2 separate regions of the Sus scrofa genome follow, and region 2 is linked to region 1. The links are chromatin contacts, called in public promoter capture Hi-C maps. All regions are on one chromosome and are shown on one strand. The core of a region is the stretch at or near the end of the contact, and the rest is flanking DNA. Distances in the headings are between cores, read along the strand shown. Region 1 holds the start of TMEM97 (transmembrane protein 97). Region 2 holds the start of RPL23A (60S ribosomal protein L23a).

Region 1 (6,942 bases), core at 1,473-3,972:
ACACAAAAAAGACACAGATCCATGGTGACATTGCCATGGCGGGGGAGGGGGGCAGGGGAGTTAAGGCTTCCCTTTTTGTGCTCAATAAAGAGCCCAAAGCCTAAGGGCTCTCCACACTACGTAGTTGAGTTTAACTCAGAGATGGTGCCTTCAAAGCCAAATATGACAAATAAGACAACTTCCTATTACAATGGAAAATCCAAAGATACTTTCCCTGCTTTTTTTGTTTGTTTTTTAGGGCTGCACCTGCAACATGTTCAAGTTCCCAGGCTAGGGGTCAAATTGGAGCTGCAGCTGCTGGCCTACACCACAGCCAAAGAAACACAGGATCCAAGTCTCGTCTACGATCTACATTACAGATCACAGCAACGCCTGATTCTTAACCCACTAAGAGAGGCCAGGGATCGAACCTGCATCCTCACGATACTAGTCAGGTTCATACCCTGCTGAGCCACAACAGGAACTGCTCATGTTGTTTCAAGCCATTTTAGTTTTTGTAATGTTACAGGAGCAATAGGAAACTAATGCACATTGTGTATGTTTGAGCTTGATTTTTGTCTTTTTGCCTTTTCTAGGGCCGCTCCGGCGGCATATGGAGGTTTCCAGGCTAGAGGTCTAATCGGAGCTGTAGCCACCAGCCTATGCCAGCAACACGGGATCTGAGCTGCGTCTGTGACCTACACCACAGCTCATGGCAATGCCCAATCCTTAACCCACTGAGCAAGGCCAGGGATCAAACCCGCAACCTCATGGTTCCTAGTCAGATTCGTTAACCACTGCACCACAATGGGAACTCCTGAGCTTGTTATTTAACTCAACTCTTACTTGACAGCTGAAGCTACACAGCTCTGACTTGCCCAAGACACTCAACTGGTTCTTGGTCCAAGTTCCCAGACTGCGTTCCAGTGCTCTTGCCACACACAACCCACACTTTTCCCAGGAAAAGGTCGGTCAGAGATCTTCCCAGTTTAGGGTTGGAGCTACAGACACACCACACTATGTCTGTAACTTTTTGGGAGGGTCAGACCCCTGGAAAAGTTGATGGAAGCTACAGAAAACACCAGCTGCACACAATTTTGCATACCCATTTAGAGGTTTGTGGCTGTCAGGTTAAGAACCGCTGCTCTGCAGAGAAAAAGCATTTAGGGAGAATCAGTGGCAAAACCAAGTCTTTTGATAGACAAGTCACCCTTGCTCACAATTCTACAGATTGGAAAAGCAGGGAACCAAGGACTGGAATTCTGTGATAGAAGGTTACAGGGTCCAGACATGAAAATAAAAGTGAAGAAATAAAAAGCATTCAAGCAAAGTTTGGGATGGAGAATGTTCTCCAACAACCAGGAAATGGGGCTTCCGCCTATTTCTACTCAGGTGATCATTCTTCCTCAAACCCAATTAAAGACCAATTTGAAAGGGTAAAGCTTTTGAAGTTGCTAAGGACGGTCTGCGAATGTCCTTTAAACGGGTCTAATTCTACTTGTATTATTTCTTTGGGATTAGCCTGCATTTTTACAGCTCTCCCAAGAAACACAACTTTAAAACAAATCCAGAAGTTCCTGTTGTGGCTCATCAGAAAGGAATCCCACTAGGAACCATGAGGATGCAGGTTCAATCCCTGGCCTCGCTCAGTGGGTTAAGGATCTGGCATTGCCATGAGCTGTGGTGTGGGTCGCAGACACAGCTCAGATCTGGCGTTGCTGTGGCTGTGGTTGTAGGCCAGCGGCTACAGCTCCGATCGGACCCCTAGCCTGGGAAACTCCATATGCCGGGTGTGCGGCCCTGAAAAGCAAAAAAAAAAAAAAACCCCAAAAAATCACACACACAAATCCAGCGTGTGATTCAGACACTGGTTAATTCGGCCACTTCCCTCAAATATTGACAACTGACCAGAGCTAGGGTGTGAGAGCCTCAACAAACCCAGGGGGACCGTAGTTAAAAGGAGCAAAGTGTCTGCCCCCAGGAGCCTCGGGGAGAGCGGCTGGAAGACAAAGAAAACCCCGAGGAAGAAGTCGAGTCGAAGGGTAAGGAAGGGCCGCAGTGCCTGCGGGACCCAAGAAATGCGGGAGGGAACCCTGACAGCGAGGCCCCAGCAGTGGAGGCCACGGAGACGCCGGAGCAACCACTGCGCCGAGAGGCCCCAATTTCAGCGACTGGCGGCCAGGACCGACGGCGCCCTCACCTCGACGGGGTAGAGATCGGGCGGCAGCAATGCCTGCATATCCACGAGCAGGGTGAGGGGGATGTGGGAGAGGAAGTAGAAGCCCAGCAACCACTCCAGGCCGCGCCGGACACCCAGACGCCCCATCATCCGTCGGCTGCGCCCGATGGGAGCCGAGGCTACGCTCGCAGGAAAGCTCTGTGGGTACAGAAACACTCCGTGGGTACAGAAACACTCCGTGGGTACACGCCGGCGCCCCCGCGGTCCGGGGACAGCGCCCCGCCCCGCCCCGCCCCGCCGCGAGAACGAAGCCGGCCGTTCCCATTGGCTGAGAAGCCGTGCGCGGGCCCGCAGCGCCCCCAGAGGGGGCCCGGGGACCTTTTCTATTGGTCGCCGGGAGAGCCGCGTGAGGTGGGGGCAGGGCTTCTTGGCCGCAGCGTGGAACCGGGAGGGGTACGTGGAGTGTACCCTGCGCGGCCTTGAACGCTGCTGGGACCTCTGGCCTTCTTCCCGCGACCGCGTGTCCGCTGCGCTCCGCGGAGGATCCCCTGCGTGGCCCTTTCGCTTATTACTCCTCTGTTACTTTGCTCCATCCGTGTAGTGCTTGCTGAGCGCCTCCGGTGTGCCCTGCTGTGGGCGCTTTATGGGGATGGAGTTCCCAGTGCAGTGGGGTGTCACCCATCAGGGCCGGCCAACACTGAGTCCGTGCCTTGGCGGCAGTCACAGGCCGTGGGGACAGAGGGCACGAATACTGCTCTGGCAGGAGTTGAGGGTCCTGGAAGCCTTTCGGAGGATGCCTAGGGGGCAGCTAGCCTCGATTAAGAAAGAAGCACAGGGATATAGCAGGAGGTAAAATTGACAAGTATTGGTGGTAGGCTGGGGAGAAGGAGGGAGGCTCAAGGGTTCGTTTATTCATTCTGTAAATATTGATCTTAAATTATTCCAGGTCTGCCCTGGAACAGGATGGGGAAGGGGGGCTGCCATTCGCTCAGAAGAGGGAGGTAGAGGAGAGATGAGTTGAAGAGAGTGTAATATGGTTCTGGCCAGGTTGTCCCTGAGCAGCCTCTGTAACAGCTACGCAAAAAAGACTGTCTAGTAGGCAGTCCGATGAAATGTCTGAAGATGTAGATTTGTGAGGAATCAGCGTTCGCTGGGAGTTGAAGTCTTGAGAGCAGAAGGCCTATCAGAGGCCTTAGACCACCTCCAACCTCAGGGGTCACGGAAGGAGGGGGCTGCGGTACAGGTGGACAACAGGGGTGTGATGTCTCAGAAACACAGGGGAGGAGGGACCGTCACCTGTGTCAGAGCAACACTGAATGGTACCCCATGGCCTTGTGTGAGCAGCTATACGGCTGGTGGAGGCAGGAGCCAGATGGCAGCAGGGCAGAGAGTAAGGAGGTGGGGAACTCGAGAAGGTAGGGCGTGTAGGTGTCTGATTATGAAGGGGAGGAAGCAGCAGCTGAGGGGGGATGTGCTCCGGAGAGAGCTTATTTATTTAGAGGAGAGAGACTGAAGCACTTTCACTTATTTAGATGATCCTAAAAGTTTCAGGGTCGGGGGAGAGGCCGTCCATCCAGGGGGCAGAGGGCAGGAGATGTGACTCAAGACCGCAGAGGAGCCGGAGAGAATGGATTAGGGTTAGGTCGGAGGAGCGCTGAGCTCCCCAGGGTGGGCTCAGTGGTGCTGTGACAGAGAAGTTGTCCCTGTAGAGGATGCAGGTGAGACGCGTGGCTGTTGACCTGGAGGCCCCCCTCTCCTTGGCCGTGTGCTTTTCTCCATTGTGAGGTCTGCACAGAAAAAGGCTGTAGGACCCATCCAGGCTGGGGCTTCGAAAGACAGTGATTGAAGAGCGTGCCGTTCAAGCCGGATAGGGGTGCGTGACATGAAGCCAGAAGAGGCTGGGAGACGGGAAAAGTGAGCAAATTTGAGGCCTTGCTGAGGAATAAGCCTTAACGTGATGGGAGTAACTGGATGAATGGGCCAGAAGCTTGGGAGAGTTCGCCCGGGGGTACAGTGTTGGGTTCCAGGCATCAGGAGGAGGTTCTGCCCATGAGAAGCCACGGCTGAAATGGTATTTGGAGATGAAGTGAAGGGACAGAGATCCCAAGGCGTGGGATGGATCAACCCCAAAGGCCACCGCAGGTGGTGGCGGCAATCCAGTGGAGAGAAGGCTGTGAGCCCATTGCCAGAGTCTTCAGTGTAGGAGTTCCCGTCGTGGTGCAGTGGAAATGAATCCGACTAGGAACCATGAGGTTTTGGGTTCGATCCCTGGCCTCACTCAGCGGGTTAAGGATCTGATGTTGCCATGAGCTGCGGTGTAGGTTGCAGACTCGGCTTGGATCCTCTGTGGCTGTGGCAAAGGCCGGGAGCTGCAGCTCCGATTGGACCCCTAGCCTGGGAACCTCCATATGCCGCGGGAGCAGCCCTAGAGAAGGCAAAAAAAAAGACAAAGTCTTCAGTGTATATGGGGGTGTGACCGGGAGGGAGGTGGGCGTGGGCTGAGGTCTGGGGTAAGCCTTGGAGCGTGGAGGGGACAGGGTGTGGAAATGGCTGGAGGAGCAGAGAGCAGGGAGGCTGGGGACCCCACCTCCTGACCCTGTGAGCTGCTGGAGTGTGAGAAAATGAACAGCCTGCACGGGAGGGCTCTGTGGGGGAGCAGAGACCTTACTGCAGTGGGTGAGGGTGAGGAGGGGGGTGTTGATTTGGGAGTCAGACAAGGTGGAGGGAGGGCCTAGCAGGAGAGGGAGGTGCAGCTTCCTTCTGGGGCGGTGAACAAACAAGGCATGGAGGGTGGCTGGACATGGTCAGAACACAAAGTTCTGGCGTCCCGGGACCTCTAGGGGGCAGGCTGGAGCGCCCCTGCACCGCGCTACTCAGGAGGGGGCCTGGCAATGGAGCCCCCGCAACCCCCGCAATGGCTCTCAGGACTCAGTGAACCTTTTAAGCTGTGCTTGGTGCTGATTGTAACTGTTTGCTGGGATTTGCCCAGGGACAGTGATAAGTGTACAGCTGTTGAAGTGACTTTGCCTCCCAAAGCAGCTCACCCAGCCAAGTTTGTTATCTGTAGATAAAGATTTTCAAGGCCAAGCGCTTTGGAAGGCCCACCATCCATCCAGATCTCCGTCCAGCTGCTGTCTTATGTTTGAAATTCCTTGAGTGGGGGAACCGAAGCTTGACAAGCCAGATAAGTGACAGAAGATAAATGGCTTTGGGGAGGAGAATGAGGCTTCTCAGCAGATGCTCACCCGGGACAAGTGCTGAGTGAAAGAATGACTTAAAAAAAAATAAAATGAGTTCCAGTCGTGGCGCAGTGGAGATGAATCCAACTAGGAACCATGAGGTTGCGGGTTCGATCCCTGGCCTCGCTCCGTAGGTTAAGGATCTGGCGTTGCTGTGGCTGTGGTGTAGGCTGGCAGCAACAGTTCCTGTTAGACCTCCATATGCTGTGGGTGTGGCCCTAAAAGACAAAAGACAAAAACAAAAAAACAAAAAAAGGCCTGAGCAGCTTCTGTCCTTTTGAGTGAAAAGAAGTGGCAATGAGCACCTTTTGTGAATTATTTGTCCTGTGATGAGGCAAACACCACTAACCCCACAGTGGACCCCAGAGCGGTGGACACACAATTCCAGCCTTGTAACCCCAGGCGAAAGATGCTCGGAGAAGGCCCGCCCTAGACCTACCACCTTCCTCTTTGGTCGCAGCTGTTCAAAGCTCTTTCTTCTCCCTTTTCTTTCTCCTTAAAATGACCCACCCCACCCCTGCCCACCTCCTCCATCCACCTGTGTTTTAAGGCCCAAAGGCCTCCTGCCCCTGCCCCCGTCTGCTGGATCACTGCTGTCACAGGGGCCCTCCCATTCCCTCTGAACGACACTGAACCGGGTACCTGTCTGCACACCTCTCCTGCTAGACTGTAGGTTCCTTGACTGCAAAGACTGTGCCTTTGGCATCTTTATTTTTTTTCCTTTTGGCTGCCCCATGGCATATGGAAGTTTCCAGGCCAGAGATCAGACCTGAGCCACAGTGTCAACCTATGCTGCGGCTGTGGCAGCGCCAAATCCTTTAACCCACTGTGCTGGGCTTGGGGCTTGAACCTGCATCCTGGCGCTGCAGAGACCCACCGATCCTGTTGTGTCACAGTGGGAACTCCAACATCTTTATTTTACTAACGCAAAGCTGGGCCGGAACTAAATAGGAAAGCTCAGCTCCTCTGCCCACAGAGACCCTCATCCGGGGTAGTTGTAAAGGGCGCACTGGGTGTAAGAAGGGCCACCCAATGGGAGATGCAGACATAGCACATTTCAAGAGGTTCTGCTGCTCATGGAAAGTGATAAGACCTGGAAAGCTGCTGAGGCTCTAGAATCAGCAGATGGCCTCGCACCTCAAAGCTAGAACCTTGTGTAGTCATTAACAGGAGCTAAGAGTCTGTCGTGCTGGAGGTGTAGCGAGGAGGCTTGTGTGGTGGGGCGGGATCTTTGGGTTTCACCAGAGCAGAGGGCAGCCGGCCCCCTGGTCTGAGTGCTGACCTCCTTTTCACATCCAAGAACCTGGGAACTGGGGCAGAAGCGGGGGGCGGGGGGGGGTAAATTTTGACTTTGTTTAGAGTTTTTTTTTTTTTTTTTTTGTCTTTTTGCCACTTCTTGGGCCACTCCTGCAGCATATGGAGGTTCCCAGGCTAGGGGTCCAATAGGAGCTGTAGCCACCCGCCTGCACCAGAGCCACAGCAACACGGGATCCGAGCTGCATCTGTGACCTACACCACAGCTCACGACAACGCCAGATCCTTAAC
Region 2 (6,942 bases), core at 2,309-4,808, 350 kb before region 1:
TAGTCGAACATATGCCTTCTTCTCTCCATCAGGCCTAGGGTGGAGAAGGAAGCCTTAGTCCTTGCTGCCCTCCCTGCCCCTATACACTCTCTTCCTCCCCAGTCTTCTGGCACATCAGTGGTTCCTTTGTTCATGTCATTCCCCCCCCACACACACACAGCAGTTTTTCCATCATTTGCACAGAGGGGATCAGTGACCCCACTAAGCCACAAAAGGAGCCAGTTTCATTTTATGGGAAACACCGCAGGTGTTCTGATGTTAACTGTATGTTACTCTCGGGCCTGCTTCTGTCTAAAGACAGGGATCAAGAAAATGAGCACCATCCCCCCAAGCCCTAGAGGCAGGACAGTTCGAAATCCATACTCCATACAAGGGACTGTAAATGTAGCAGGGACTGCCCACTTCTCAAGGCTTACACACTGGAAAGCCTACTTCTGACCCCAAAAGCAGCATCAAAGAATTTCATTCCATTCAGGTTTTCTGGTTTCCGACAGAGGTGCTGGCCTCCTCCCCACCCCGTGGGACCTCCCTCACCTGATCAAAGTGTTGACCTTAGCCACATCAATGTCATAGAGCTTCTTCACAGCCTGTTTAATCTGGTGCTTGTTGGCCTTGACATCCACAATGAACACAAGTGTGTTGTTGTCTTCTATTTTCTTCATGGCTGACTCAGTGGTGAGGGGGAACTTGATGATGGCATAGTGGTCAAGCCTGGGAGAGGCAAAAAGGGGTCACCTGGCTTGGGCCCAGTAAAAGAAAAGGTGGGCCCTCTTCTGGAGCCCAAGTGCATCAGACAACGAGGCAGCAATCATTTCTGTCAGACTTTGGTCGCTTAACGGTGTCATCATGTGCACCCCAAAGCCTGGGGACCTGAAGGCTCAGCATGGGGCAGAACCCTGGTGCTCTTTCCTATGAAGGGCTTTCATCCTTTAAGTGATTAAACACTGATCTGAGTTCCAGACGTCTTCATTCTTTATCTGACCTCAACATTTCTGAAGGGCAAATTTCTAGAAGAAACCCAAGACTTAAGAGGTTAGATAACCCCAAAATACACATATCACAGAATCTTGAAACCCAGGCTAGGATTCCAAAGAATGTTAATGCTTCACCATGATGCAGAATCAATTATTTTGCCCCTTCCGAGGGCTTGCAGGCCATGGATTCCTTCTTTTTATGGCCACGCCCGCAGCACATGGAGGTTCCCAGGCCAGGGTTCAAACCTGTACCCCAGCAGTGACCTGAGCCGCTGCATTAGGGTCCTTAAACCAACCACTGCACCTCAGCAGGAAATCCCAGGCCATCAATTCTAAAAGCTTTTTATTTACAGCTAGCTCACGTTAAAGATTCAGCAGCTTGAACGCACCCAACACATCTTTCCACCTGAAACTTAAAGAGAAGCAAGGCTCTATTTGCCTGGATACATCGTCCTGTTTTGAAGCTAAAGGTAAGATCTCAACATCTCATCTTGCTAAATCTAGGTTCAAGTGGAGGTAAAAAGCCTTATCAAGTCCTTTTCTCCAAGAGCATACTATTTTTCTTTGAAAGCAGTGGGTCCTCACTGGTGGTTAACTACTACCATGGCTCTACTCTAAACTGTGCTCCTTAAGGCCAGTCATTACTAGCAGTGTGACACCAAAACTATCAAGCACCCTAACCTTTTGCCCACTCTGCCAGACCATTCCTTGAGTGTAAAGAAGTGAGTGAAAAAAGCTGCTACAGGCCTTCACAGTGGAGACAAATGAATCTCATCAATCTAGAATAACCCAGGAGTTCCCGTCGTGGCACAGTGGTTAACGAATCCGACTAGGAACCATGAGTTTTCGGGTTTGGTCCCTGCCCTTGCTCAGCGGGTTAAGGATCCGGCGTTGCCGTGAGCTGTGATGTAGGTTGCAGACGCAGCTCGGATCCCCCGTTGCTGTGGCTCTGGCGTAGGCCGATGGCTACAGCTCCGATTGGACCCCTAGCCTGGGAACCTCCATATGCCTCCGGAGCGGTCCAAGAAAAAAGACAAAAAAAAAAAAAAAAAAAAAAAAAGAACCCCACACCCTCAACTTCAAGGACTATTCCCTACAGCAGTAGGTGCAATGAAGAACAACCTAAACCTGGAACCCCAGAACAAAGAACATTTAAGCCCCACTTTTACACTCACAAGAAAGTAGACCACGCAGGAAGCAATTATTAACCTAAAAATTACCTAACCTTGACACTGACTCTGGGTTTAAAACAACAATTCCTGCCAATATTCCCAAAACACCTTTTGTTCTTAAATCATCTCCTCCCACACCCATTACAGAAACCCACTAAATTACCAACATGATTCTGAGAAGCCATGCTCTAGGTTTGGTAAATATCCAAACTACCAACAGAGAACACCCATACATCTTTTCATAAGTACCGGGGAGTACTGACTTGTTTCTCCTAGGGGCACTCTTCCGAGGATATTTGGGCTGCCTTCTGAGTCGCAGTGTTTTGGGCCGTCGGAAGGTGGGTGACGTCCGGATCTTCTTTTTTTTGTGACTGTGGACGCCTTTCAACACTGCTTTCTTGGCCTTCAAAGCCTTTGCCTTGGCTTCGGCTTTGGGAGGGGCAGGGGCTGAGAGAAATAAAGAAAATGAAGAGTGCAAGAGATACAGAAATCGATCGCTTCCGGCCTCAAGACCAGTAGTGGGCGCCCCAGGCTACACGTGCATCAGTGGTTCCTTTGAAGACATCACAAGCCTCAGGAAGTTCAAGTTTTTCCATCATATGCACGACACTAGGGCGAACTTGGGTTACGATGAAAAAAATTTACTAGCAATGATCGAACGCTTGCTAACTGCCAGAACCTGAACTAATAGTTTTATATATACCACCGCACAGCCATCTTGGGAAGGTATACAGCTCCATTTAACATGGGGGTTAAAAAGGAAAAACAAGTTCAGGGTACAGACTCTCTACAGGCCTGGAGACATGGAGCTCCCCAGGGCCGACTGTCTGGCTGTCCTGGGCAGGTGGTGCCGGCCAGGCTTGCCTCCCCTAACCCCTTCACCGAACCCAGCCCATGCGGCTGGGCCCACGCGCTCCTCAGCATTGCCGAAACGTGAGGAGCCGCTCCGGAGCAGACACCCAAAGGCTTGGCCCTGCCACCGTCCTCCCAGTCGGCCCAGTCGGTTCACTCTGCTTACGGGGATCCCAGGACAGTCAGCTGTGGAACCCCAAGCCCCAGCACACACCTTCCTTCTTTGCCTTCGGCGCCATCTTCGTGAAAAGGGTTTCTAAGACCTGTTCCCACGGGCTTATAGGGCCAAGTCTCACTGAAGACTCGCGATTCTTTTTGCTTAAGGCTGATTGGATAATATGCAGCGCGGCGCCCGCCGGGAATGGTAGATTTAACTTCCTCGCGAGAGGGACTAAACTAGCACCACCCCTCTTTAATGTCAGACACTAAAGCTTCATGGGGGTTGTAGTTTTTTGGAGACACGTGTTTGCTGCGGCGGGTGGATGGTGTAGCCCGCGGCTGCAAGGGTCTGAACGCTTCCCGTCTTGAGCAACTTTAGAGGAGAGAATTACAGTTCCAAGAACTGTAACACTGCAAACGGAATTAATATATTGTAGTTAAATTGACTTAGGGAGAGTGAAGCAAAATTCTATAACATTCGAGCAGAATTTGTCCAGTCCAACTCCCTTAGACAACGTCTGTGGAAGTTGAGGTCGACAGAGGGGACATGGCTTATTTATAACGCGGTGATTCCTTGGCAGAAAAAGTCGAGTCAGGCAGAGGGGAGGAGCAGAGGGGCAGAAGGGAGGAGCTAAGTGTCAAGAGAGGGTAGGAGGCGGCCACATCTTCCCCTTTACCTGTGACAGATTTCATGCATCTTCACAATAATACTCTTTTAAGAGACTGTCAATATTCCAAACACCTAGCGCTCAGATTTCTCCAGGATTCACTCATTTGGGGGGGGGGGAATAACTTCGTTCCACAGTACCTTCCCAAGTAGTCTCTTTGCTCCAGTCATCTTTGCATCCTCAAATTCAGTTCTTGACACAGAGCAGTTTAGTTATGCTCAGGTTTGCTTCTTTGAGGGACTGTGTTTACCCCACTTCACACAGCCTTTCTGCCCTCCCGTCCCCTCTTGGAATCAGAGTTCCCCCTTTGAAGGTGAGATTGATATGTGCTATCCCCTCTTCTAGACTGCAGACTGTAAAAAGGAAAGGGGGGCGGGGAAGATTCAAATAGGGTCAGAGCAAAGAACGCCCATGCCAGAGAGGAGTACCTTTGGCCCAGAGCCGTGACCGCTCCAAAGTGCGGAATCCTGGGTTCTCCTAGCCCTCCTTTACCCTCCATCGAGGGAGGCAGCTTGGTCTTCGCCCCCACCCCCCAATCTACAGATCAGCCTTGGAGGAAAAGGCACCAGACTTCGGACATCTCTCTCCTCGGTGGGCACCTGACTCCGACCCTGACACCCCCTCTGCGCTCCCCACCATCACCTCCCAGGGCAGAAGGGCGAGCGGGGGCAGACAATATGAGTCATGCCCTGGGCCTGGAGTTGAGGAGGGAAGCGCCGCCTCTCCTAGGGCCCCTTCTCTCCCCCTTTCCCCTCCCGCTGGTTCCTGGCACAACCAGATGCTGCGCAGCAATCACCGATTCCCCATCACCAATTCGGCTGGGTAAGGGTCCCCACGGAGGCTCCGACCAGCACCGGAGGTGCAGAGGAGAGAGACCCGGGGGATCCCGAACTGGACAGATTCCAACCTGGGTGGGGGCAGGCCTGGTGCCACGTGAGGCGTCTGGCGGGGGGAGCCTCTGCTGGGGCAGCGGTCGGGGGAGAAGAGGAGGGGGAGGCCAGGGCGGGCTGCGAGGCTGAGAGCTGCCGGGAGAGGGGCGGGGGGCGGCCCTTTCCCAGGAATTTCCGGGGATCAAGTTACAGCGCTCTCTGAGGGAGAGCAGAGTGGGACCAGAGGCCCTGCAGCGGACTGGGCCCCTCGCCCCCTCCTCCAGCCGACCCCCGCCCGCGCCGTCCCTGCCTACACTGACCCCGTGTGGCGGGGCCGCTCCGGGCCCCCGGGCCGTTCTGTTATGGTAGGGCCGCCTCAACCCCGAGTTGTCGTCGGGTCCCCACGGCCTCGAGTTATTGTAGGAACTATTCGGCCCCGAGTTATTGTAGGATCTGCGCGGGCCCGGGTCCCCCCAGACGGGACTCCTCGACCCCACTTGGTGGCCCAGGAGTCTCCCCGTCCCCGAGTCGTCCTCGGGACGCCCCGGGCCCGGGTGATTGTGGGTTCGCCCCGGCCCCGAGTGATTGTCTCATCCCCGTGGCCTGCGGTGGTCGTAGCGTCCCCGAGGCCACGGGCTCCCCTAGGCTCCCCGTGGCCCCGAGTTATAGTCGGGACCCCTCGGTCGAGGGTGATTGTCGGGTCTCCGCGGGCGCGAGTCGCTGGGGCGGATCAGGCCTCTGCGCCTTCTCCAGGCGCCCCGCAAAGCCGCAGGCAAGATGAACATCCTGGCGCCAGTGCGGAGGGACCGCGTCCTGGCGGAGCTGCCCCAGGTAGGCGCTAAGGCCACGTCGGGCTCCAGGCTGTGGTGGGTGTGGGCGGGGAGAGGCGGCACCAGATCCGTTAGAGGTTTGGGCCCAGCCTTGCCGCCCTGCTAGACCTGCTTCTGGGTGGTCCCTTCCCCACCCTTCCACCCCACCCGCCCGGGCTGCTTAGTTGCGGGAAGAGGGCCAGGAATGGGTGAGTCCCATGCTCTTCCATCCCTCTCAGTGCCTGAGGAAGGAGGCCGCTTTGCACGTGCGCAAAGACTTCCACCCCCGCGTCACCTGCGCCTGCCAGGAGCACCGGACAGGCACCGTGGGGTGAGTTAGAGACACCCCTTAAAAAAGGGAAGTCCTAGGAAACCTGTACATAAGGCTCTATTTCAGCCTCTGCCGGCTATATGATTATGCCTTTTCATGTCCTCATGTGCTCCCTTTTCTTCCAGCAAGCTTGTGGCAAGTCCAGTGAGATGGGGTGGGGTAGGAGGGTGGCAGTTTAATTCCGGACACAGAGATGGTGTCCATGATGAGGGCGTGGTCACCAGCTCAGCTTCCCTCAGGGCAGGGGGCCGTCCTAGAGGGATAAGTCCCATTGTGGGTAAAAAAAAAAAAAAACTAGTGACAGTTGTCACCATTAGTTGTGCACTTACTGTGTGTTATACCAGGCAGTGTGTTGGGTACCATTATTGTCTTTAATTAAATGGAAAACACCATCACACTTTTAAGATGTATCCTTATTTCAGAGATGTTAGAATGTATGTGTGTGTGTGGGGGGGTATATCTCAGAATATAGGACATTTAGCTCATTTTAACCTTCACAACAACCCAATAAAATGTGTGCTAAATCTCCACTTAACAAATGTTGACACTGAGGTTCAGAGAAGCTAAGAAACTTGTCCTAAGTCACACAGTTGGTAAGTGTGAGAACTGGAATTCAAATTCATATCTCCAATACTGAAGCACAGAACACTCCTCCCCAGCACATCTGTCCAGCCCTGGTGTCCGTGGTAACTTCAGCCTGGGTGCAGCTACCTTTGTGGACCTACTAGGGAACCCTGGGGCTCCTCTGAGTGAAAGAGCTAGTGCTCACTCTTCCTGCCCACTCTTATGTCCAGCAGATTTAAGATCTCCAAGGTCATTGTGGTGGGGGACCTGTCGGTGGGGAAGACTTGTCTCATTAATAGGTAAGAGGGGGGTGTTAGCTGAGCTGGGTTGTGCTGGGCAGGGTGGGCCCAGGTCTAGCCACATGGGCTGGGCTCAGGACCAGAGCATCTGGTGCCCCCTCAGGTTCTGCAAAGACACGTTTGATAAGAACTATAAGGCCACCATTGGAGTGGACTTTGAGATGGAACGATTTGAGGTGCTGGGCGTCCCCTTCAGTTTGCAGCTGTGAGTTCTTCCTCCACTCCTTCCCGCCATTCCTTCCCCT

What was found. Promoter capture Hi-C pulls out the DNA fragments that hold promoters and counts their contacts.
Region 2: a promoter capture Hi-C map of fetal liver shows a contact between it and region 1, with 2.6 times the contacts expected there. The contact joins the promoter of RPL23A here to the promoter of TMEM97 in region 1. A contact is called at or near these places in 1 of 5 promoter capture datasets (fetal liver) and 1 of 2 datasets of contacts at active chromatin or transcription factors (alveolar macrophages).

Annotation. Positions count from the first base shown.
Region 1 is chr12:44,599,544-44,606,485 of Sscrofa11.1, reverse strand. It overlaps TMEM97 (transmembrane protein 97), which reads right to left and starts at 2,722. Exons shown (of 3, transcript XM_021067476.1): 1 at 2,180-2,722. The coding sequence starts at 2,308.
Region 2 is chr12:44,953,467-44,960,408 of Sscrofa11.1, reverse strand. RPL23A (60S ribosomal protein L23a) reads right to left here and starts at 3,558. Exons shown (of 5, transcript XM_003131772.3): 1 at 3,213-3,558; 2 at 2,410-2,593; 3 at 535-711; 4 at 1-34. The coding sequence starts at 3,237. RAB34 (RAB34, member RAS oncogene family) reads left to right here and starts at 5,472. Exons shown (of 10, transcript NM_001123178.1): 1 at 5,472-5,525; 2 at 5,743-5,834; 3 at 6,632-6,697; 4 at 6,801-6,902. The coding sequence starts at 5,472.